Regions from separate parts of the Mus musculus genome. Here regions 2 and 3 are each linked to region 1. Evidence: chromatin contacts called from public promoter capture Hi-C data. All regions are on one chromosome and are shown on one strand. The core of a region is the stretch at or near the end of the contact, and the rest is flanking DNA. Distances in the headings are between cores, read along the strand shown.

Region 1 (2,775 bases), core at 98-2,597:
AGAGAACTGACTTAAAAATTCAATGCAAAATTTAGGTAGCACTCGAAAAATATACACGTCGTTGATGTTTAATTTATTTATTCAGTCTTCTAATAATCACAAATAATCCCACTCTTTTAGTCCTAAGAATGTATGAGGAGGGGGGGTGAGTAAAGTCTACATGAGTATGGTCAACAGTGAGTGGGCTTCTTAGTTTCCTGGGCTCAATCTTTTACTTAATAAAAATATACTTATCTTACTATGTATCTACAAACCTACTTATCAACCTATCTACCATCCTATCGTCCATCCTTCATCTATCCATTCATCTACCATCATCCATCCATCCATCCATCCATCCATCCATCCATCCATCCATCTATACATAGTCTTATCTGTATCATCTATTCATTCTAACACGTACTGACACTTGTTTTTCTCAGTGGGTAGAATCCCCTTGCCTTGCCCTTTGACCCTTGCTGCTGTGTAGTGTCCTGGACTTTGGATTTGGGAAGCACTCTAAGGTTTCTGGAGCTGTCCAGCAGCTCCTGGCACTTGGCTAAGTTCTGTGTGCTGTCTGCGCCTGGAGGCTCTCCAGCGCCCCGCCCTGGGCAGAAAGCCTCTCAGTCTGGGCTGGCCAGGCTTCCCCTGCTCACTACCCATCTCCTTCGGTCTCCCGCGCCTGTCCAGCTTCACCTAGGAGTCTTGCGTGCTTTGGCTGGGTTCCTTTTCCCGCCCGGGAGGGGGTGCCCTGCGCCGGGGCTGCCGTGCAGCGTGAGTGTCTAAGTGAGGGCTTCCCTCTTTTGCCCGAGGCGGCCGGGTGCCTTTCTTTGCAACCTCGCCTCCTGCGGCTGGGTGGTCCTTTCTCTCGCCGGGCTTTGGAGACACGCGCCCGATTTCGAGGGGGTGAGTGCAAACGCCGCCCATCAACTTGGCACCTGGCATTGAGATCCTAGGATCCCGAGCGGAGGCTGCGGTTGCGGGCTTGCGAGGGTGGTTGAGGACCTCTGCGGGCAGGGCTGGCTGGACCAGGCGCTGCGTGTGCAGGGGGAAAAAGAGGCCGCCCCGCCCGCGCCCCGGCTCGCGCCCCGCCCTCCCGGAGCGGTCTCGGCGGCTCCAGGCTCTCGCCATTGTCTCCGCCTTTCCAACAGGTTCGGGCGCGGGAGCGCGGGCGGGTGCGGGGCGGCCCGGCCCGGCTTTCCCGAAGCCGCCTCCCTTCCTCTGCGTGCGCGCCCGGGCCGCGTGGCTCGGCGGGGCGCTGCTCGGTGCAGGTCCCCGCAGGTCCCCGAGAGCCTGACCCGGCTGCGGCCCGCCGCGTGCGGGAGCGATGCGCGCAGAGGCGGCTCCAAGTTCGGCGCGCACCCGGGGGGGGCCGCCCCGCTCGGTCTTAGGTGTCTGAGCCCGGGTGGCGACGCCGAGGCGGTCGCAGGAGGGGCCAGCGCGGCTTTCCCGCTTCACTCCCAGCACCTCTTGGTTTTTATCTTTATTTTTAAAGAGGGAGACGATGGACTGAGACGATGCACGCCATGGAATCCCGGGTGTTACTGAGAACGTTCTGCGTGATCCTCGGGCTTGGAGCGGGTGAGTGGCCGCCGAGCAGGGCCGGGATGTTCCCCGCCATGGGGTCGCCGCCCGGTGTCCCTCTGGATTGGGGAGCTCTGGAGGATTTGCATTTGGGTCCTTTCTGTGCTTGTCCTGGGGACAGCGAGGCGGGTCACACCCTTAGGGTCTGTGGCTGAGGGGGAACTTTGCACAGAGAGGGGCTTAAAGTAGGTCAGGAGATGGGACCCAGCGCTCTGCTATTTTAAGCTTGACAGCGCGTCCAGGTAAGGCTCTCCCTGTGGAGGAGCGAGTTGCCTCTTGTCAGCACTTCCAATATCGTCGCCAAGACGCGTGCTTTCTTTGCTGCTGTAGAAGCTTGCGTTTTAATGGCCCCCTTTCTTTCTTTCTTTCCTACCCTTCCCCACTCCCACCAGTTTGGGGGCTTGGTGTGGACCCCTCCCTACAGATTGACGTCTTAACAGAGTTAGAACTTGGGGAGTCTACAGATGGAGTGCGCCAAGTCCCGGGACTGCATAATGGGACGAAAGCCTTCCTCTTCCAAGGTATGGCCCAGTGTGGAGCCCCATGTGTGTTGCGGGGAGCTGGCTCTGCGGCTTCTGGTAACTTGGCTTGGCGCTGCACGCTGCACGGAGCGGGCGGAGAGTCCCAGCTGGGGCGAGGGGGTCTCTGTGAGCTCAGGGTCTGACTCTTTTTAAGTGGGTTCTTTCTCCTCCCCTCCTCCCCCTCGCACTCCTTTTCCTCCTCCTTACTTGGTGCACTTGGTGGTTCTAATGGATAGTGCCTTAATTACCGACTAGAAACTCCAGAGGCAGATGGGTGATTTGGGCGTCTAGGGAACAATAAATTGTAACACAAACGCCTCATTTGGGTGGAATGGATTTGGGAAGGAAACAAGATAGCTCAATCTTGGTTAAAATACTGACCTCCCAAAGTTTCGGCGCTGTGGTGCCTGACCAGAGGAATTCCTTTATGGTATTTTTACTGCACATGTCTGTACTTGAAGCACGGTTACCATGGAGCGCTCCCCATTCTCCCGTGCCGATCAGCGGCGAGGGGAAGGCAATGCTACTGCTACGATTATTTTGAAATCATTTCAAGGGGACGTTCACAGAAGCATAGCCCTATATCACCATAATTGTACGTGTAGAATTTTAAAACTTTTTTTTCTTTTTGAACTCAGTGGATATTGGCTATTCATTACTGTCCAGACTTCAAATCATATTTGAATATACT
Region 2 (2,775 bases), core at 101-2,600, 200 kb after region 1:
GAAAATGAAGCTTGGTAGGCAGGAAGGTGGGGGGCAGATCTGTGAGGATCACAAGATAGTCTAGGAAAATCAATAAAAATATATTAAAAAGGAAAAATTAAGGGTTTTTTTTCAGTTTTGTTTTGTTTTAAGATGAAAGGTCATTTTAAGACAGGAAGAAGTAAGAAAACATTTTAAGAAATAAGAAGGGCAGGATGCAAGGCTGCGTGGTAGCAGTAACTTTAGTGAGCATAGAATTGCAAGGGATAAAGCCGTCTTGTAGGAAAGCAAAGGCATGCTTTACGGTTTCTACAACAGTCGCACATCCCTGCAGCCCCATGGAAGTTTGTGCTGAAGTGTTGGCACTTTGTTTCTACCACATGCTATTGGTTTTCGATGAAAACTTGTTTATTTAATTGACCGCACTTTCCACAGCCAGTGCAACCTCCTTTAAAGGGAGAAGAATTTCACTCTCAAAAAGACAGGGTACTTGCCTGTCGTGGACCTCCACAGCGCAGATTCTCAGTGGGCAGTGATGAAAACTCCTCTTCCAAGTTTTCAGAATATACCTGCATTGATTAAATAACTGAGGTGTGTTTTCAAAAAGATTCATTTGTGTATGTCCATGCATCCATCCATGCATCCATCCATCCTTCCTTCCATCCATCCATCCATCCATCCATCTATCCATCCTTCCATCCATCCATCCTTCATCCATCTATCCATCCATCCATCCATCCATCCATCCATCCATCCATCCATCCTTCTATCCATCCATTAAATATGAAGAAGACAAGAATAACACCAGCAGAAAGTAGAATATGATTACAAGGTCTGTACCATTTTGCTAATTTAGTCAAATCAAATGACATGCTCTTTCTGGCCCACTTCTCCCCATGAGCATTTGGTGGCATTTTAGTTCATTCCTGACATCTTAGTTAAGCCTCTTAATTTTTCGTCGTTGTTCTGTGCTGAATTGGATATGCTCTTGGGCAGGTTACCTCAATCTCTCCACCTTTAAAACAGAACATGACACTCACTGCATGTTGTTTTTAAGTACATGAGAGGAATCATGGTAAGGGATTAACATGAGAACTGAACACAAGGACTCCAGAGGAAGCCAGTTGTGGTACCCGGCTATGTCATTCACCTTCATCTGCAGCCCTGAGAATCTGGGACTTGCCATCGCAAAGTGGACCTTTAAGATGTGAGTAAGGTTAAGGACCATAAAACAGAGAATCACCCTGGATTGTCGAGGTGGGCCTCCTGTCATATGAGTCATTAGAAGATTTCTCCCCTAGCTGTGGTCAGAGAGAGCTGTGAATTCAGAGACTGTGAGGGAGTTGAAGCACAGACATCTGTGAGGGGGGCGTGAACACAGGCTGCCTCAGAAGGAGGAGAAAGCTTGACACAGCCTCTGCCCCAGGCCTCAGGAGCACAGCCCTGTGCACATGATTTCAACCAAGGCAGGCTGTGTAGCACTCCTACTTTACAGAAGGGTAGAAGCCCATGCTATTTTGAGCTGTTGATTTTTAATTGCTGTAATGGGAATAGAATCAAGATGAGAATAAAACCTGGCACACTACTATCAGCTAATACTGTCGAATTGTCCGCAACTGTATATGAAAGGGACACTCTGCTCCCACTTCTTTCTGATCACTGCAGGGAGAGTTGCATCATCTGTTAAAGGGGAGAAGCTCTGTGTGTATTTATGCTCAGGCTCCTTGCTTTCATGATGAGATGGCTTTTACTTTCCTTGCCTTTTTTTGCCCTAGAAGTTAAGGAGCTCATTGTTTCTGAGACAGATCAATTCATTCAGCTTCTTGTAACACAAATATTGTAGAAATAGATCACGAGCTTACCTCGATCACAGGAACTCAAAGGATGATAAGAGAACATTTCTTATCTGCCTCTTTTAAAAGCGGATTCTTAACTTAAAGCAGGAGTGACCTACAGAGACAACGTAGTAACACTGAGGATGTGGGGTGGTTTGGGGAATATGTGCTGCCTTCCGAATGCAGGGTTTGAGGGTAAACTGTTAATTCAGGAAGGATCTGTGCCAGCAAGGCTTCGCCTGAGCCACAGATCGGGGGCCCGTGGGCCACGGTTGGCTTCCAGTGGAGATTTATTTGGGTTTAGGGACATTTTAATGATTCATTCCAGCCGGTCAAAAGATTTCATTGTAAAAGCTGGATTTCCAGTCAGACTTTCAAATTGTTCTCTATTAGTTCGGGGACCTCATTGCTGCTCTTGAGCAGAGCAGAGGCAGGGACAGCCCACCCAGAAGCACTTCACCACAGTCTAGTCGCTGAGACTCACTGCTTCCAAGAAGAAAGCTGATATATATAATGCCAGAATCGCTATCTCCAGCCTGCCTCGCCCGCTCACCTGACCCAGCTAGCAGGAGAATCAGATGGTGTAGTTTATAATTTGTGGCTCATAGATGCTTAGGAATGTGCTCACCTAAAGGCTTGGAGATCTAAGGATCTAAGCACAGACACAGTGTCAAAGGTGTGGCTTTCAAGTAAGCCATATCTCTGCCGAATGCTAAAGTAATACTGAAATAAACTTCAGGAAAACTGCTGGACACTAATGACCCCAGTAGACCTGTTTTCATTTTTTTTTCTTAAAAATTACATTATGGGGTTGGAGGGGGAGTTTAGTCAGTAGAATGTTTGCCATTAACAACTGAAGATGATGTCAAACCCCAGCATCCTGTCAAAAGCAGGGCACAGTGATAGCACATGCCTAGAATACCAGTACTCGGGATGCAGAGAAAAGAGAATGGCACGGTTG
Region 3 (2,775 bases), core at 120-2,619, 160 kb after region 1:
AATGTTTTATAACCTTGTTCTTGGTTATTTGAAGATGTAACCTCCAAAACTTGAGAAAATGATGGAAAGATGTTGGAGAGATTTTGAAATTTTTATAGATGAGGGCATCTAATCCTTTTGTACTTCTGGCTATTCACACTGTATTGGTCGTTAGGGAAACAGTCTTTCAATGTTATCTTGAGGTATGGTCTCATGTATCCCCAGTCTGGCCTTGAAGTCCCTATATAGCCAGGGATGACCTTGAACTTCTGGTACTATATGCCACCACCAACCAAAGCTCTGACCTTACAAGTTTAGTCTGGCAATGCCACATCTGCTTTATACAGTACTGGGAATCAAAATCATGACCTCCTCCTCTTGTTTAAAAATTATATTTTAACTATATATCAATCTATCATCTATAGCATACACACACACACACACACACACACACACACACACACACACATATATATATACACATATATATACATATATACACACATATATATATTATTAACAAATTCGCCTTCTATTTTTGTCCTAGCATTGTTGCTAACTGTTGATTGACTTTTTAGACATAATACATATTTTGATTGTTGATGTTACTTATCACCCTCTGGTTTGCTAGAGCCTTGCCCTGTAAAGAAAACAAAATAGATTTTTACATTAAAAGTAAGTGAACGATTGTTTGTTAGTGACATAAATTTTATTTCCTAAATCTGTGAGGTTGTTTTAATGTTGCAGCTATAATTGTGGCTATTGATCTTGACGGTAGTGTGCCCGTCCAGCGCTACTCCAGTATCAGTGAATGCTAAAGTTGATTTATTTACCACACAAACATTTATTATTCTTGTACAAGGTTAGTGCTAAATGTGAAGGCATACGTGGAGATGCTCATAGCTAATACAATCTCAGGCAGAAAAGACAACAAATTTATTATTAAAAACACTTTACTAACATGTCACAAGCACCTTGAAAGAGAAATAGATTACCTAGGAGCCCAGTCTAGGTAAGTGTTGGGATTCGGAAAATTTTGTGCAGAGTTTAATTCTGAACTGTGAAGGGTGAGTGAAGCCAGCTAGCCTTAGATGGGATAGAAGGAATCTCTTATGTGGAAGGGCCAGGCTTCTTGGGAGGAAAGAAGCACGTTAGGAGATAAAGGGCAGACCGAGTGAGTCAGAGGGAGGAGGCAGTGGTGCCCTTGCGAGGCAGGAGGAGAAGCGGAGCATTGGATGCCAAAGGCTGCCACACGCATCTCCTCATCGACCCAGTCACTGTGACAAAGCAAAGAGCAAAAGTGATCTCTGCCGTCCTCCTCGCAGAGCAGGCTCGAGGGACGGGGTGGCTCAGTGTTGGCAGCAGGAGTGTGGAGCAGCTGGTACATGATGCAGACAGTCAGGAAGCAGAGACGGCACAAGAAAGAAGCAGTGTACGAGCCTGAAGAGCCTCTCTGTAAGTGACCTGCTTTGTGCGTCTAGGATCCCCATCCCAAAGGTTACACAGTCTCCCCGAATAGTGATGGCCTCTGGAGACAAAGTCAAGGGCTCTGGCAGGTCTGAGCATGGTGAACATGGCACTGGCAGGCTTAACCCCTCCCCTTTCCCTCTCCCTTGCTTAACTTTGCGATTACATTCCTAAAGCTAACCACCAAGGTCTATTTCCTTATTTGGCCACTTTGTAATACCTGACTCATTCCTGAGGCTGATCACCAAGGTCCAGCTATCAAATACCAAGGTCCAGCAATCAAATTTCATTATGTTGCCTACCCTAATTAGAACACGCACTCAGAACTTCCCAACACATCCTGACACATTATCCTTCTTAAAATTAACAGTTGGCGAAGCTACTTGCTCCTGGTCCTGCCCACTTCAGGTTCAGCCACCTTTTCTCTTTTCCTTGCCTAACAAAGGATCTCTTTGCATTTATTTTGCCCTTGGAAATCACTATTTAGTGCATGGTCTGTGCCTAATCTGGGGTGTAGAGGGAGCACCCCACAATACGTGGGTATCTGCACAAAGTGTTCCAGGACTTGAACATTTCAATCCATAACAGAGTTTCATTGAGGCACAAAGGTTTTGGTCACCTATTTTTAAGGAAATCACTTCAGCTGTAAGGCAGAAATGGGGGAAGACAGCCCGCTGGGAACTGGTGATACTTAAATGGTAATGGAGAAATGGGTACCCTTAAGAGCATCTGTGGGGTAAAACTACCAGGTTCTGAGGACTGACTGGTGATAGTGGATGAGATGAGGAAGAAGGCGTGGAAGTTGATTCTCTGGCTTTGAGTCAAAAGAAGGTGAATGTTGATGAGGCTCACTTAAGGGAGAGGTTGAGAAAACGGTCTTAGGTTTGTTCTGTTTATGGCATATTTGTTTAAATATGAGTGGATGTGGCATTCAGTGACAGTTGGATATACAACAACATTAAGTATGTAAATGACCCTTGAGCAGATAGAAAGAATTACTTAGAGAATTTTCAGGAACATTTGAGTATTTTATTTAAAAAAATTACAAAAGTAGTGTGATAGATAAAATTTCGGGAGAAAGAGAGCAGAGGGCAGCTCCCTAGACCCCCAAAGAAGAGCAGATTCCAAGCGAATGCTGGATACTCCTTAGCATATTTTCTGTAGCTACAGCAGAATACCCAAGACCAGTTACTTTACAAGCAACAGAAGTTGCTGTTATAGAAGTTGTGTTGGCTCGTCCTGCTGGGGAATCTGTGAAGGACCTAGAGCAGGCACTGACACCTGCTCACATCTGGTAAAAGTCTCCCTCGTGCCTCATGATAAGGCCAC

Evidence for each region. Promoter capture Hi-C pulls out the DNA fragments that hold promoters and counts their contacts.
Region 2: a contact with region 1 is called in a promoter capture Hi-C map of hippocampal neurons, with 6 times the contacts expected there. The contact joins the enhancer-like site here to the promoter of Nell2 in region 1. A contact is called at or near these places in 5 of 39 promoter capture datasets (frontonasal cranial neural crest, hematopoietic stem and progenitor cells, hippocampal neurons and 2 more), 3 of 115 datasets of contacts at active chromatin or transcription factors (astrocytes, embryonic forebrain and neural tube) and 2 of 9 other capture datasets (adipose tissue and embryonic stem cells).
Region 3: a contact with region 1 is called in a promoter capture Hi-C map of hippocampal neurons, with 5 times the contacts expected there. The contact joins the enhancer-like site here to the promoter of Nell2 in region 1. A contact is called at or near these places in 3 of 39 promoter capture datasets (embryonic stem cells, hippocampal neurons and maxillary cranial neural crest), 3 of 484 Hi-C or Micro-C datasets (cortical neurons, nephron progenitors and ventral hippocampal neurons), 2 of 115 datasets of contacts at active chromatin or transcription factors (embryonic forebrain and forebrain) and 1 of 9 other capture datasets (adipose tissue).

The regions. Positions count from the first base shown.
Region 1 is chr15:95,526,586-95,529,360 of GRCm38.p6, reverse strand. It overlaps Nell2 (NEL-like 2), which reads left to right and starts at 1,347. Exons shown (of 20, transcript NM_001356951.1): 1 at 1,347-1,560; 2 at 1,956-2,084. The coding sequence starts at 1,497.
Region 2 is chr15:95,329,731-95,332,505 of GRCm38.p6, reverse strand. All of the region lies in intron 13 of Nell2 (NEL-like 2), which reads left to right. Among named protein-coding and RNA genes, the nearest start is that of Gm31075, 130 kb to the right of the region's middle. Within about 2 kb of position 1,350, at least 9 of the 459 cell types and tissues checked have an H3K27ac peak or open chromatin away from gene starts, as enhancers often do. A contact at or near this core is called in hippocampal neurons, where this site is marked.
Region 3 is chr15:95,369,720-95,372,494 of GRCm38.p6, reverse strand. The region is part of intron 12 of Nell2 (NEL-like 2); the gene reads left to right. Among named protein-coding and RNA genes, the nearest start is that of Gm31370, 100 kb to the left of the region's middle. Within about 2 kb of position 1,369, at least 45 of the 459 cell types and tissues checked have an H3K27ac peak or open chromatin away from gene starts, as enhancers often do. A contact at or near this core is called in cortical neurons, forebrain and hippocampal neurons, where this site is marked.